Linked DNA regions of Mus musculus: region 1 is linked to region 2. A link is a contact called in public HiChIP or PLAC-seq data. All regions are on one chromosome and are shown on one strand. The core of a region is the stretch at or near the end of the contact, and the rest is flanking DNA. Distances in the headings are between cores, read along the strand shown.

The links. HiChIP or PLAC-seq counts read pairs in DNA pulled down with a chosen protein or histone mark.
Region 1: a contact with region 2 is called in an H3K4me3 HiChIP or PLAC-seq map of embryonic stem cells, with 22 read pairs. The contact joins the promoter of Coch here to the enhancer-like site in region 2. A contact is called at or near these places in 1 of 39 promoter capture datasets (liver), 2 of 484 Hi-C or Micro-C datasets (the G1E-ER4 cell line and nephron progenitors) and 2 of 115 datasets of contacts at active chromatin or transcription factors (both in embryonic stem cells).

Annotation. Positions count from the first base shown.
Region 1 is chr12:51,591,256-51,594,606 of GRCm38.p6, reverse strand. It overlaps Coch (cochlin), which reads right to left and starts at 1,266. Exons shown (of 12, transcript NM_001198835.1): 1 at 1,202-1,266; 2 at 950-1,002; 3 at 816-869. The coding sequence starts at 983.
Region 2 is chr12:51,534,048-51,537,696 of GRCm38.p6, reverse strand. No RefSeq gene overlaps it. Among named protein-coding and RNA genes, the nearest start is that of Coch, 57 kb to the left of the region's middle. Within about 2 kb of position 2,251, at least 7 of the 459 cell types and tissues checked have an H3K27ac peak or open chromatin away from gene starts, as enhancers often do. A contact at or near this core is called in embryonic stem cells, where this site is marked.

The sequences.
Region 1 (3,351 bases), core at 17-2,516, 58 kb before region 2:
AAAAAAAGTCTCTCCCACGAGGCAAGAAAGGATGGTTTTAAAAGTTGAGTAATTTGCCTCTGCCAAGGATCCTTGCCTGGACCACGGAAGAAAAGGGAAGACGCAAGGTGCAATATCAATTCTTCAGGCTCGGTTAAAATCCTAACTTCAAATAGGAGCCTTGCAACTCTATGAAATAACCCAAATCTTTTCCCTTTTCAGCGACGGGGGTGGGGGTAGGTGGGAGTGGGGCGACAACGACTCTGGAATCCAGGACCGAGATTGTCCGGAGCTGCTAACACTTGCTTTGTTGGGCAAAAGGTACTTACCATTTCTACTTTGAAGAAAAGCAAGCGTAAGATTTTAGAAGCGAAACTCTCTTACATCGCAGAAAAGACACCGAACCACACTCGGACTTCTACACGTGGAACAAACTCTTTTGAGGCTCCCAGGGAGATAGATATAGGAACCGCCGACGCTGTTTTCCAAAGGGGTTACAAGCACAAACGCACAGCACAGCGAGGTGATCGGATTAGGTGGGACCAGGATGTGAGCAGCCCTCCTCTGTGGGCTGGGACCAAACAGTTGTCCCCAGCCCGGAAAACAACGGAGTAACTCGGGACGAATGGTCCCGGGGCTAGGTGGCGTGCTCCCGGGAAGGAGGCACAAACGGACCCCGGGGACCCTGGCGTGGAAAAACAGGCAAGCCCGAGGGCTGCGCTGGAGATGGGTGAGGGCGGGTCTCCGCCTCTGCAGCCCCGCATCCCTACGCAGGTCCCTAGCCTGCGGGAACTGACCCTGTCCTCCCCATCTCCCTCCTCCCGCACCTAACTCACCCGCTCCCTCGGCGCGCGCGAACCGGGGCAGCAGCAGCAGCAGCAGCCACGCACCTGCGGAGAGAGGACAGCGAGGTGGCTACAGCCTCCGCCCGCGCGAGAGGGCGAGGGGTAGGGGATGGGAGTGTACCCACCGAGGCAGAGAGCAGGGATCCTGGACGAGGGCATGGCGAGGATCTCCGTGGACCTGCGGGAGAGTGAGGCGTGAACGAGGTTCGCCGGGGACCGCACGGCCCTGCGCTCCTCGGAAGCCGGCGAAGGCGGGAGAACCCGACCGCTGCAGTTCGAGCAGCTCCAGACGCGCTGTGCCACCTCGGACCAGCGTGGGGTACGCCAGGACACACAGGCAGAGGCACAGACCCTATGCACCTCCCCGGGTCCCGCACCTGCGTGGGATCCGCCCGGCTACACCCGAGTGCGGCAAGCGCGGCTCCGTGGCCGCTATAAAGACGGGCGGCGCGCATGAGCACTGTGCGGGGGGCGCCAGCAGGGGCTAGGAGCGGTCCCCAGCCCTCCCCCTCCCGCCCCCGTAGGGCGGTGGCCGGCCAGCTCCTCCCTCGCCCCCCCCCCCCGACGGTCCCCGGGGGAGGCCAGCGGACTGGCGCCTCTTCCTGCGGTGTGGGGTTCTCTGGGGAGGCGTGAAGGTCGCCTGTGGTGTCCGGGGACTTGATGGGAAAAGGCGTCGGAGCGCGTTTGGGGAAACGCCTAGGGACACTTAGGGCGTGCAGGGTACTGGACAGAGACGGTCTTAGGAGCCGCCTTGAGGGAATTGAGGGGCTCAGCAGGGTGCAGAGCAGCCAAGCCACCCGGTTCTGAGAACAAAACTTCCCAGCTTCGCGCCCCGTGGGGAACAGTGCCTACTTTAAAAGTAAAACCAAGCAGCATTTGATAAATGTTATGGAAAACTTGTCTTAGGGGCTCGGCCTCTGGACTTATTTTCAGGTGGAAAACGGTTTTCCCTGATGGGTCATTTGTTGTAAAGAGTAGGTACATTGTAGAGTGCTCCTAACCTCCAGACAATAGTTACATTTCTTTTTTTCTTCCTCTTTCTCCAGATTAGGAAAGATTCCTTGTTTGTGTTTCTAGTCTCAAATCTGGTGATTCTATGGAACTTTAGATGTGGTAGTATGTGCTCCGCATTTCAATTATAGCAACTTTTCATGATGGGCATAGAGAAAGAACAAAACACATAGGGCGTGTTCATGACAGACCTGCAAGGTAGCAGAGGAATTTCAGACCTGGACAGCCCCTGCTTTAGGTTTTTGTTGTTGTTGTTGTTGTTGTTTTGATTTTGGTTTTTTGAGCCATGGTTTTAAGGTAGTCTAAGATGACTTTGAATTCATTGTATCCTGCCTCAGCCTTCCGCAGTGCCACGGATGGACCAATCACACCTGGTTACAATACCTGTTTTAAATGTAGCTTTATTCAGCTATAATTTATGTCATAGAATCCATCCATTTAAAAGACAGGATTCAGTGACTTCTAGAAAGTTTATGATCCTCACCGTAGATCAATTTCAGAATATTCAATCACATCCAAAATGATGCCTCCTGGTGAAGAGCCGGCACGCCCTTTCCTCTCCACCACATGACCTCAGCAGTCCACTTCCTCTCCCTATAGACTTGGACATTTATGTACGTGGAGTCCTACACTAGTGCATGATGTGGAGGTGTGACTATGCTGAAGTGTGCGTCAGCTGAACAGCCCTTGCCTGGGCTGACAGAATGCCTCCGTGGTTTTACCAGGCATTTCTTTTATCACTTGGCTGTCTTCTGAGAAGGGACAAAATTGCTTGGTCGGTGATTTGGGAAGTACTCGGTGTTTCTTTTTCTTTTTCATGGCTGCTTGAAAGATTTGATCTCTTTCATGAGAGAATTGTGATTTTCTCAGGAGTCTACCTAACCATCCTTGATAGTTTTCTTGGAAGAAAAATTGAAGATGAAGACAATTAAAGCTGTCCTTTTCATGATTGTTCTTTGTGTGTCCTACGCCAGGGTTGGACAGGTTCCTCCAGTCAGGCCCGGGAAATTGTCGTGATCTTGTATAATTAGTTGCTAGGCAGCAACTCAGGCAGCATGGTCAAATGGGGTGCAAGGCAGAGAAAGAGTCCCTGCAGGGCACAGTCCCTGATGCCAGTCCACCATGATCTGGCAGAATCAAATTCCTGCAGCTATTTCCATGATAGACCCTGAGTCTGTGACTTAAGAAATGGAGGAAATAGCTCATTAAGTTTCATGGCTGTTTACCCAGGCATTTTAATTATTTTGTTTTGAAACATTTAAGAGAAGTTAAGTCTTTATTTATTTTTATTCTTTTGGAAAGACCAACCAAGGAGGGTGGAGGAGTCCGGGTGATATTTCTTTTCCTCAGTTAGTTTGTTTTTCATGTTCACCATAAATATATGGAGGGAAAAATATGTGCTTTTAGAGACCGGTCTTCAGAGCCAGAGGGAGAGGCAGATCTGGCTCTTGACTGAAAAGACAAATTTATATTCAGTTCGGTGATATTTCAGAGCATTGTCCAGGATTGCTAGTTA
Region 2 (3,649 bases), core at 1,002-3,501:
ATAAGTTAGATAACAATAAGACCAGTGACTCAAAATTATCCAATGACTCTGCAAGAATTACCCTTATATTAAGGGGTTAATTTTGATTTGAGGAGAGTTCTTTAAAGCCAGATTACAACATTGAGTACCTGTTCAAACTGATATTTAACAAATGTAGCCGAGACATGACTCGTTAGCTATATGTCCCAGTATGCATGCATGTTGATACACATTAAAGACTCCATTTATCTACTAGTCAATATTTCAATGTGGAGGTGGAGAGGCAAATGAGGGTCCACCCCCTCTCTGAAAGTCTATGGCAGTTACTAGCTGGGGAACAGGATAGCCATTTTCTTCAGTGGTATAGCCACTGAAGGGTAAGTTGCCCTTGCTCCAGTAAATAACTTCCCAGGAGGTCACACAGAAAAAGAAGCCATGAAAGGAGGGGTAGGGAATGTTGGAAAAAAGAAGGAATTCAGTGGGAAGGGGGTATGTGTGAGAGAGGACATGGGAGGGTGAGAAAGAATAAATTCCATATGTACACGTATGAAACTTTCACTAAAATGGAAAAAAGGAATTCAGTTACACAAATTGGGTTATATCAATGTAAAAGTTTCCATACGGCCAGCAAATCCTGGAACAGAGTGAACAGACTATCCCAGACGGAGAGAAAACATTTTTAAAGCACATATCTGATAAAAGAGCAAATGTTCCAAACAGAAGAAGCTAAAACAGCCGGGTGTGGTGATGAACGCCTTTAATCCCAGCACTTGGGAGGCAGAGGCAGGCGGGTTTCTGAGTTCCAGTCCAGCCCGGTCTACAAAGTGAGTTCCAGGACAGCCAGGGCTACACAGAGAAACCCTGTCTCAAAAAAAAAAAAAAGGCTAAAACAACTTAATAGAGAGAAAACAAATAACCTGATTTAGAAATGCGCAAATGTTAGAATGACCAAGTGCATGAGAAATGCTCTTCATTACCAGTTGTCAGGGAAATAAAGAAAACTATTGAGATATCACTTTACACCTGTTAGAATAGCTGTCATCAAAAAGATGTTGCTGGGGATGGAATTTGTCACAGCCTTTATGTAAAGCAGTATGGAAGTTCCTTACAAGTTAAAGTGGAACTCCCATATGACCCACAGCCTGTATAACAGCCCCACCCTGTGTATACAACATCTACCTGAAATGTAATCAGTGCACTTCTTTTTGGTATGTGTGGCCAGTACTACATTTTTCTCTGTGATCCATTTTGTGTTGTGATAATTACTATATTTTAAAAAAGTAAATCCTGGTATCTGCTGTTAGGGTCCCACAGCTTGGTTCTTCATCAGTTTACTGGGTCATGACCTTCTTTTTCTCTTCTTCTTCTTCTTCTTCTTCTTCTTCTTCTTCTTCTTCTTCTTCTTCTTCTTCTTCTTCTTCTTCTTCTCCTCCTTCTTCTCCTGCTCCTCCTCCTCCTCCTTCTCCTCCTTCTCCTCCTTTTCTCTTCCTTCTCCTCCTCCTCCTCCTCCTCCTCCTCCTCCTCCTCCTCCTCCTCCTCCTCCTCCTCCTCCTCCTCCTTCTCCTCCTTCTCCTCCTTCTCCTCCTTCTCCTCCTTCTCCTCCTTCTTCTTCCTTCCTTTTTCTCCAAGGATTGAACCAAACCAGGTCCTTTCAAGGCAAGTGCTGTACCGCGGAGCAAAGGCCCCAGACCCCTGAATGTTCTTAATCCTTGGTACATTCATGTAAACTCTAGGATCAGGTTGTCAGGGTCAATAAAAGCCACAAAACCCAAACACTAACCCTATTCATGTTTTAGTTTGGACTTGCAGGCTTTATTACATCCTCACTGTCATCAGTTTCATGCTCTCATTTCTTTCCTGAATCAACTTAGATTTCATGTGTAATAACTTCCTTGCAAACATACTGAACTCCCTTGTCCCTCTGGCTCTCCTTCTGCAACAAACATGCTAGCTGTGTGCCTGTCCCCAATCAGCTGAAGAAGCTAGGTTTGGATGTAGCCCAATACTCAGTGTTTTCTCAGCACAAACTCCCAGGTGTCATAAAAAAAAGTTGCCGGGAAAAAAAAAATCAAAATTAGCCATACTGTGCGTTAGCATGAAAAACTCACAACAACAAATTTGAAAACGGGACTCAAAACTGTTAGCTGCTCTGTTACACAGCTGTTCTCCAAAGCTGCCACTACCCTGTCTTTCCTCCTATGTCCCCTCCCTGTCTGATCTGTTCCTGCTTTCCAAAAGCTCTTCTCCGTGGGGAACACAGCAAGGGGCTGCCACACCCTCATTATCCTGGCTCTGCCTGCTGCACACAGCTTCTGTGCTCCTGTTGCTGCTTCCTGGTGAGGGGATTCACCATGGCTCTCCAAGGCCAGCCCTTCCTCTTGTGTCCTGCTTCCTGACACCTCACAGTTCCCCAAGATGCCTCCTTCCCATTTCCCGCTCCTCTGTATCATCACCTCTCCACTCCCAACTTTCCCACCAGCAGAAACCAGCTGTATTTTGTAAGTAACAACCCAAACTAATTAGGCTCTCTTCCAAGTGTCAGCAGATGCAGGATGCTGCAGTGGTTGTGAGCACCAACTTAGATGCAGCCTCCTCAGGTTCAGCATGTCTGGACAGCCACTCTTCTCCATCTTTTATTTGTTTGCCGCCTGCCTGCCTGCCAGCCTACCTGCCTGCCTGCCTGCCTTCTGTCTGTCTGTCTGTCTGTCTGTCTGTCTGTCTGTCTGTCTCTTTATTCACTTTACATCCCTATTGAAGTCCCCCTTCCTCCTCTCCTCCCAGTCCCCATCCTCCCACCTCGTTCCTTCCTTCTTTTCTCCTCAGAGAAGGGGATTTCCCCCTATTGCCCCTCCCCCCCACACCCTCCCAGGGTAGCAACCTACCCTGGCACACTAAGAACAAAGGACGTACTCTCCCGCCTCTCCTCCCGAGGTCTAACGAGGTAGCCCAGCTAGACAAAAGGGATCCAAAGGCAGGCAAGCCCCCCTCCCACCTCTGCTCCAATTGTTAAGGGGTCCACATGACAACCAAGATGCACATCTGATACATATGTAGAGGGGGTCTAGGATCAGACCATGCAAACTTTTTGGTTGGTGGTTTTGTCTCTGTGAGCCCCATGGGACTGGTTTTGTTGGCTTTGTAGGTTTTCTTGTAGATTCCTTGACCCCTCCAGCTCCCTCAGTCCTTCCCATAACTCTTCCACGAGATTTCCTGAGCTCTGCTTATTGTTTGGCTGTGGGTTTCTGCATCTGTTTCCATGAGCTGCTCGATGGAGCCTCTCAGATGACAGTTATGCTAGGCTCCTGTCTACAGGCATAGCAGAATATCATTAATAGTGTTAGGGGTTAGCTCTCTCCTATGTGATGGGTCTCAAGTCAGGGCAGTCATTGGTTGGCCATTCCCTCAATCTCTGCTCCATCTTTATTCCTGCATATCTTGAAGCCAGAGAAAATTTTGGGTCAAGGGTTTTGTGTGTGGGTTGGTGCTGGACAGCTACTCTTACCATGATCCTGGACAAACTTTGCTGCCCTTCACAGTAGGCACTAGTCACGTGTGGCTTTTAACATTTAAGTTACTATTGACAAAAATTAACTGAAATTACACATTTGTTTCTTCACTTGGAGAAGTTAGGATGGCCAGCTAAACTGGTCCTTGATCCAGAAAGTTCTCC